2 separate regions of the Xenopus tropicalis genome follow, and region 2 is linked to region 1. Evidence: chromatin contacts called from public Hi-C data. All regions are on one chromosome and are shown on one strand. Each heading gives the region's core, a stretch centred on a gene start, on an enhancer-like site or on the middle of the called end of the contact. The rest is flanking DNA. Distances are from core to core; before and after follow the strand shown. Region 1 holds the start of akna (microtubule organization protein AKNA). Region 2 holds the start of emd (emerin).

Evidence for each region. A called contact is a pair of places that touch in the nucleus more often than the background predicts.
Region 2: a Hi-C map of neurula embryo shows a contact between it and region 1, with 2.5 times the contacts expected there. The contact joins the promoter of emd here to the promoter of akna in region 1. A contact is called at or near these places in 3 of 5 Hi-C or Micro-C datasets (brain, neurula embryo and tailbud embryo).

What each region holds. Positions count from the first base shown.
Region 1 is chr8:31,924,091-31,927,730 of UCB_Xtro_10.0, forward strand. akna (microtubule organization protein AKNA) reads left to right here and starts at 1,781. Exons shown (of 23, transcript XM_031890877.1): 1 at 1,781-1,912.
Region 2 is chr8:32,069,288-32,072,927 of UCB_Xtro_10.0, forward strand. emd (emerin) reads left to right here and starts at 2,066. Exons shown (of 8, transcript NM_001113046.1): 1 at 2,066-2,133.

The sequences.
Region 1 (3,640 bases), core at 531-3,030:
AATTAGCTCCCCCCCCATTATTATGAAATTTTCCCTGCTTATTTATAGGCATAATTTGCGCTTGGGAGTACTGATCGCCTTCCAGCGCCATTTTGTTTGCAAAGAGCCTAGGTTTAACACCCTTGCACCAATTTATTTGCTTTGTAACACAGGAGGGCTCATCTACAAACACTAGGGCAACTTTAAAGGTAATTATGCAGACTTTGTCTACTTGCACCAAAACACGCTCCTTAGCATATTGCAGCAGGTGCATTTGCTTTGATAAGCGGCGCACAATTGCATGCATGGGCACACTCACCAGCCTAGGCCTGGTATATGAATAGTATTAAAAACGTACAAAAGCTTGGCAGAAACCCATAAGACAATACTAAACCCATGGTTAAACCATGATACTCCATCCATACTACTAGTAAAACAAAAACTACACCACATCTTCCATATATGGACTGGCTGGAAGCAATAACTAAAAAAGAACAAAACACCAAAAAACAAAAAAAATCTTTAACACCCAGCTCACATACATAACCTCCCTTCCACACACAATTAGACATCTCACAGTTTATACATTTAGATAAACAACATGGTTACAACATGGAAACCCTGAAAGAAAACCCACTTCTCCTGGAAGCATCCCAATACCTACAACACATATATTAAGACAATGGACAACAAGACCATGCACCCCCCAGGAGCCCCCAAACAAACAGACAATTGGCAACTAACCTACAATCAGGGTTGGACCAGGGGGTGCAGGGCCCACCAGGGCTGCCGCTCCAGGGGCCCCCGCAAGTTAAACTTACTTTCTATTATCCGGAATAGCCTTGGTCACAAGCATTCTGGATAATGGGCCGTATACCTGTACAGGTATCGGACCCCTTATCCGGAAACCCGTTATCCAGAAAGCTCCGAATTACGGAATGCCCATCTCCCATAGACTCCATTTTAATCAAATAATTCAGAATTTTAAAACTGATTTGCTTTTTCTATGTAGAAATAAAACAGAACCTTGTAATTGATTCCAACTAAGATATAATTAATCCTTATTGGATGCAAAACAATTCTATTGGGTTTAATTAATGTTTTATTGATTTTTTAGTAGACTTAAGGTATGGAGATCCAAATTACGGAAAGACCCCTTATCCGGAATACCCTTGGTCCCGAGCATTCTGGATAATGGGTCCTATACCTGTACTTGCATTTGTAGACACACCCTAGTATGGCCCCTATAGACACGCTCAGGCTTGTTGGTGTGCATTCAGTTTGCCATGTTGCTTGTATGTTCCACAGCATGTCTGAGCATGTGGTACAGCCCTGCTATTGCCTAGGGCACATATGTACACACAGTGCTTTCCATTCAAACATTGGCCCCATATAATAAGTATAACTGTTGGTAAAATCTTCTCATTCTGCCACATTTTTATTATCCCCTTTACCCCATGAAGATTCCTTTTTAGGGGTTGAAATGAGTGGGGTTGGTACTCTGGCTATTTAGATTTGATTGTGCATTAATACAACTTTTATTTAGTGTGCAATGCCTTGTGTATATTTGCTCTGTATGTGTTGGTGCTGCAATTGGTCAGGCTGTCCTGTACTAGTGTCTATGTGAAACCTTTATTAGCTGCCCTGCATTTGTGTGTTACTGTTCCCTTTGTGTGTTTGTGTGGTACAGTAACAAACTGGACTAGACTGCTGTGTGTGTGTGTGCGATTAGCTAGGCTGCTGTGTGTGCGATTAGCTAGGCTTGCTGTGCGGTGCTGTGATTAGCTAGGCTGTGTGAGTGTGTGTGTGTACACGCTGGGTTGCTGTGGTAACACACTCACATTCTATTCCATTCAGGTCAGGTTTGTATAAAGCTTCTCTTGGCAACCGGGACCTAGCGGGGCACTGGAAGAGCCCGAACCATCACTGCACGGTAATGGATTCCCCCTAAACTCTATTGAAACTATTTCTGTAGCGTTCCCCATATCCAGCCTGGCCCCTCACTACCTCCCTGTGCTTGCCCCTTACTCACCCACCTTCCCCTGTGCCCCCCCCCCCCCCCGGCCTCCTGGGATCATCTCCGGCTGTGTCTCCTGCTAATCTCTGCTGGGCTCTTTGTCTGTTCCGCTGCCCAGCACCCAATTACTGCTCTGCCCAGCACCCAATTACTGCTCTGCCCAGCACCCAATTACTGTTCTGCCCAGCACCCAATTACTGCTCTGCCCAGCACCCAATTACTACTCTGCCCAGCACCCAATTACTACTCTGCCCAGCACCCAATTACTGCTCTGCCCAGCACCCAATTACTGCTCTGCCCAGCACCCAATTACTGCTCTGCCCAGCACCCAATTACTGCTCTGCCCAGCACCCAATTACTGCTCTGCCCAGCACCCAATTACTGCTCTGCCCAGCACCCAATTACTGCTCTGCCCAGCACCCAATTACTGCTCTGCCCAGCACCCAATTACTGCTCTGCCCAGCACCCAATTACTGCTCTGCCCAGCACCCAATTACTGCTCTGCCCAGCACCCAATTACTGCTCTGCCCAGCACCCAATTACTACTCTGCCCAGCACCCAATTACTACTCTGCCCAGCACCCAATTACTACTCTGCCCAGCACCCAATTACTGCTCTGCCCAGCACCCAATTACTACTCTGCCCAGCACGCAATTACTATCTGCCCAGCACCCAATTACTGCTCTGCCCAGCACCCAATTACTACTCTGCCCAGCACCCAATTACTGCTCTGCCCAGCACCCAATTACTACTCTGCCCAGCACCCAATTACTACTCTGCCCAGCACCCAATTACTGCTCTGCCCAGCACCCAATTACTACTCTGCCCAGCACCCAATTACTACTCTGCCCAGCACGCAATTACTATCTGCCCAGCACCCAATTACTGCTCTGCCCAGCACCCAATTACTACTCTGCCCAGCACCCAATTACTACTCTGCCCAGCACCCAATTACTACTCTGCCCATCTCCCCATGAGAACCTCAGTGTCTGCACCCCGGCATTCACCCCATAACTCCCAGCTAGCAGTCTCTCACACCCACTCTGCTCATACTCTCTTATGGTTTCTTCCTCTTCCTTTAGGTTTAAAAAGCATGTTTTTATCCCCCACAGATTACCCAAACCCTGACAGATCGGCCAGGAGAAGGTTAACTCCCATTATCTGTTTATAACTCGTAGACCCGTTGCTAAAAACATGCAGTTAGTTTTATTTTCATTTTTACTCAGTTGAGTCAGTCAAGTCTGATCCAAATTGTTCCTAAGGGATAGGGTGTGTATTGACATTCCCAGTCATATATATATATAGAAGATTGAGGGACCCTAATATATAATGCATAATATAATTTATTTTATGTTGGGTGTCTGGGGATGCTGGGAAATGTAGTTTATAAATGCTGTATATTTATATGTAAATATTATGATAAAGTAATTAGCTGCACCTATAAAACAACACTGCTATAATGTTACAGCTATGCCATTATGATACACTTTAATGAATTAATAAAAGTGTGACTTATGTACTTCTCTATAGTATATGCAATGAAATTTGTGGGCTCAGCAAAAAAGACATTCCCCGCTGGAATCTCAGCTATTTATAAGAAGGACGACTGTCCAACCTGTGGCATCGCGGTTGTTGAACTACAAT
Region 2 (3,640 bases), core at 816-3,315, 150 kb after region 1:
CTCTGTCCTCTTTTTTTAGATCTTAAAGACACCAGGAAAGTACCTAGATCTAAGAGTTGTGAATCTCTACTTGGATATATGCTCTTTCAAGATGGAGGTCGTCAAACTCATAAGTTCAAGTATTCTTCAGAACTGGACAATGACCGTAGACCTCAGGGACACATATTATCATGTTGTTGTCAGTTTGGAAGATCAGAAGTTCCTGAGGTTTGCAACTGGGTCGCATCATTTCCAGCTCGCTCCCCTGCCCTTTTCTGTTTTCAAGGTCTCGACTTTTCTTTTATCTTTTCTCTTGTTTCTGTTCATATGTGCTTCTTATTTAGCTTATCACATGATCCCAGTCCAGTGCTTATAATTAATGCATTTTTTTTTTTCATATTTACTTTCCTCTAACCCTCAGCTCCCTCCACTTTGTCTCTTTATTTCCCATTCTCTGTTGCTCTCTCTTTTTTCCCTTCATTTTCTAAGAAGTTTCATTATTACTATCTTAAAAGTAATTAATTGTACTGGCCATTGGGAATGACGATTGAACAGAAAATATTTGATGGATTTGTCGGATTGCACTCAAATTGGTCATTAGGAAAAAAAATCTTAATATTGCCAGTTTAACTGGAGAACCCGCTACTTCACTCTCACACAGAGCAGCCACTGTAGAAATCCTGCCCCTTTTCCCTACCCATGTCAGCACAGCAAACGAGAGAGTTACGGTGGCCACACACGTGGCCATCGGTCGCACGAAAGATTGTACAATCAGCCACAAACCATTCAGGGCTGAAACGGCAGATAAGGAAGTAGAAACAATAGGATTTCTACTTCCTTCTGCCGATTCAGTGCTGAAGGCAGATTTTGGTCAGGTGCCTTCTATGGCGCCCGATCAAAATCTTTTAACTGGTCCGATCTGCGAGTCGACTGATATCAGCAGCTTCCTGCGATATCGGTTGACTTGTCGACTTGCCATACACGCACAGAATATCGTATGAAACGAGGTTTCGTACAATATTATTGGTGCGTGTATGGCCAGCTTTATAGTTATTAATGGGTTGGAAAAATGTGATTGCAGGCAGTTTGGGTCATGGCAATTGGCCACCTGGGGCCCCTAGTGAACGCAGCATGGCCAGGTCCCCCTTCAGACTGGAACAGATACCCCTACATGCTGACAGCACTGTCTTCCAGCAGGCAGAGCCACTGACTGGCACACTTCACACTGACTGGCGCATACAAACTGACTGGCATACTGACTGGCACACACACTGACTGGCATACTGACTGGCACACTTCACACTGACTGGCATACTACACACTGACTGGCACACTTCACACTGACTGGCATACTGACTGGCACACTACACACTGACTGGCATACTGACTGGCACACACACTGACTGGCATACAAACTGACTGGCATACTGACTGGCACACACACTGACTGGCATACTGACTGGCACACACACTGACTGGCATACTACACACTGACTGGCACACTTCACACTGACTGGCATACTGACTGGCACACACACTGACTGGCATACTACACACTGACTGGCATACTGACTGGCACACTTCACACTGACTGGCACACTTCACACTGACTGGCATACTACACACTGACTGGCATACTGACTAGCACACTTCACACTGACTGGCACACTTCACACTGACTGGCATACTACACACTGACTGGCATACTGACTAGCACACTTCACACTGACTGGCACACTTCACACTGACTGGCATACTACACACTGACTGGCATACTGACTAGCACACTTCACACTGACTGGCACACTTCACACTGACTGGCACACTTCACACTGACTGGCACACTTCACACTGACTGGCATACTACACATTGACTGGCACACACACTGACTGGCATACTACACATTGACTGGCACACACACTGGCACATACACACCCTTTACTGACTTCCTCCATTATCAAGAAAAGGAATGTTACTATCGCTTCCCCACTAGGCGGAGCCGCATCCCAGCCCACACCATATCCCCTCCCTTTCTATCCTACTCTCTAGCCCTCACACAGTTCCGGCTCTGCCCCTTCCAGCTTTTGAGAAACAACAACCGGTCCGCTGTGCTCGGCTCCCCCGTCAGATACGACAAGCGCTATCCACCCAAGGTAAGAGCCTGACTCCTTCCCGCCATTCCCGGCATATAGCCCCGCCCTACTACGAGTTCCCCGCAGCCGAGCCGCGGCCTCAGTGTGGCGCGCACAATGGGAGTGGGAGTGGCCACGGCCGTTACGCTCCCCTATGTACTGCAGCATGGGAAGGGGAGGCAGCTGGCACATATCAGTGGGCCCACATTAAAGCATGCCCTTGTACGAACGATTCCATTAACCTCGATAGATGTTTTAAAAAAAAAAAAACTTTTCAGTAAGCAATAATGATGGTATTTATTGTATGTACTTATGCTGCAAATGGCCCCCAAGGCTAGCAGCACTACACGATTATTTTTCGCATTTGGCTTTGATATTTACCAGGGATAGCCATGGGGTAACTTGGGCACAGGGTGCAGAAGGACGTGTGTGTGGGCTTCATACCCTCAGACTTTTAGACCCCTCTGTGCCCACAGGATTAGCTGATAGTGCTGCTGTAGTTCTATTACTGTGGGAAACTATTTGCCACCTCTGGTATAAGGGACATGATGTTCATCTTCTCTCATAGTAAAAATAGCGCTGGGCACCAAGTCTGGACTGAGATTTGAAAAAGACCCTGTCATTTTAGGTGCACATATGCCAACAGCCCCCCACAGGCCTTCCGCCATTTGCCAGAATGTACAAGTTGGCAGTGTTGGCCTGCTGGGCACATACACCTACACTTTAGACTCACAACCTGTATACAATTCCTGATGCCAGAATTAATACTGAAGAAAACTAAAAACGGGGGTTTTCAGAAAACACAGCAGCCCTATCTGTTTCTGGTCTTGTTGGGTAGAACTGGCAAGCCTGAAGATGGACAGGTTTTCAAGAGATAATGGGCTGTGTTCTTGCAGCTCTCTATGAAAAAGTAACTGGTGTTTTAGGGCTGTAGTTTCTATATGGGCATTCTTGGGCCCACCACTGGCCACTTGCTGCAGAGTGGTAGCCTTCTCTGACCCATGCATGGCATAGACCAGATAATACATGGGGAGCAGTGTATTTTTGCTGATGTAGTAACGCCTAAACATGGCTGTGCCCCCTGTGTATAGACCAGAAGAGTTGGTGGGTAAGGGAGGATGTGCCACGCCCAGTGACTTTTCCATGAGAAAACAAACCACCACCCGTGCCAACCTCAGTGGCTCCTTTGTTGTGAAATTCACCAACCATCCAGGGGCATTTGTCAATTCAGATTTGCAATGGTGCCCACCAATATGTTTTACGAGGCTATTTGGGTTACCATCTCTTTGGGCAGAGGCAGACAGGGTTGAACCAGACCAATTTGTGACAAGTGGACATGCGGGAAACTCATACATTTTAGAAGACTGTTTAATACAAATTGCTGATTGGTTGCTACTGCCAATTGCACTTGTTCCCATGTTTTTTTAATCAGTCCTTGTGTTGCTTATCAGCTCTACTCCAGCTAAGACTCATTTCCCTCAATGCCTTGTATTAATTACTTAGTTGGAACCCTATCTTGCCCGCTGCA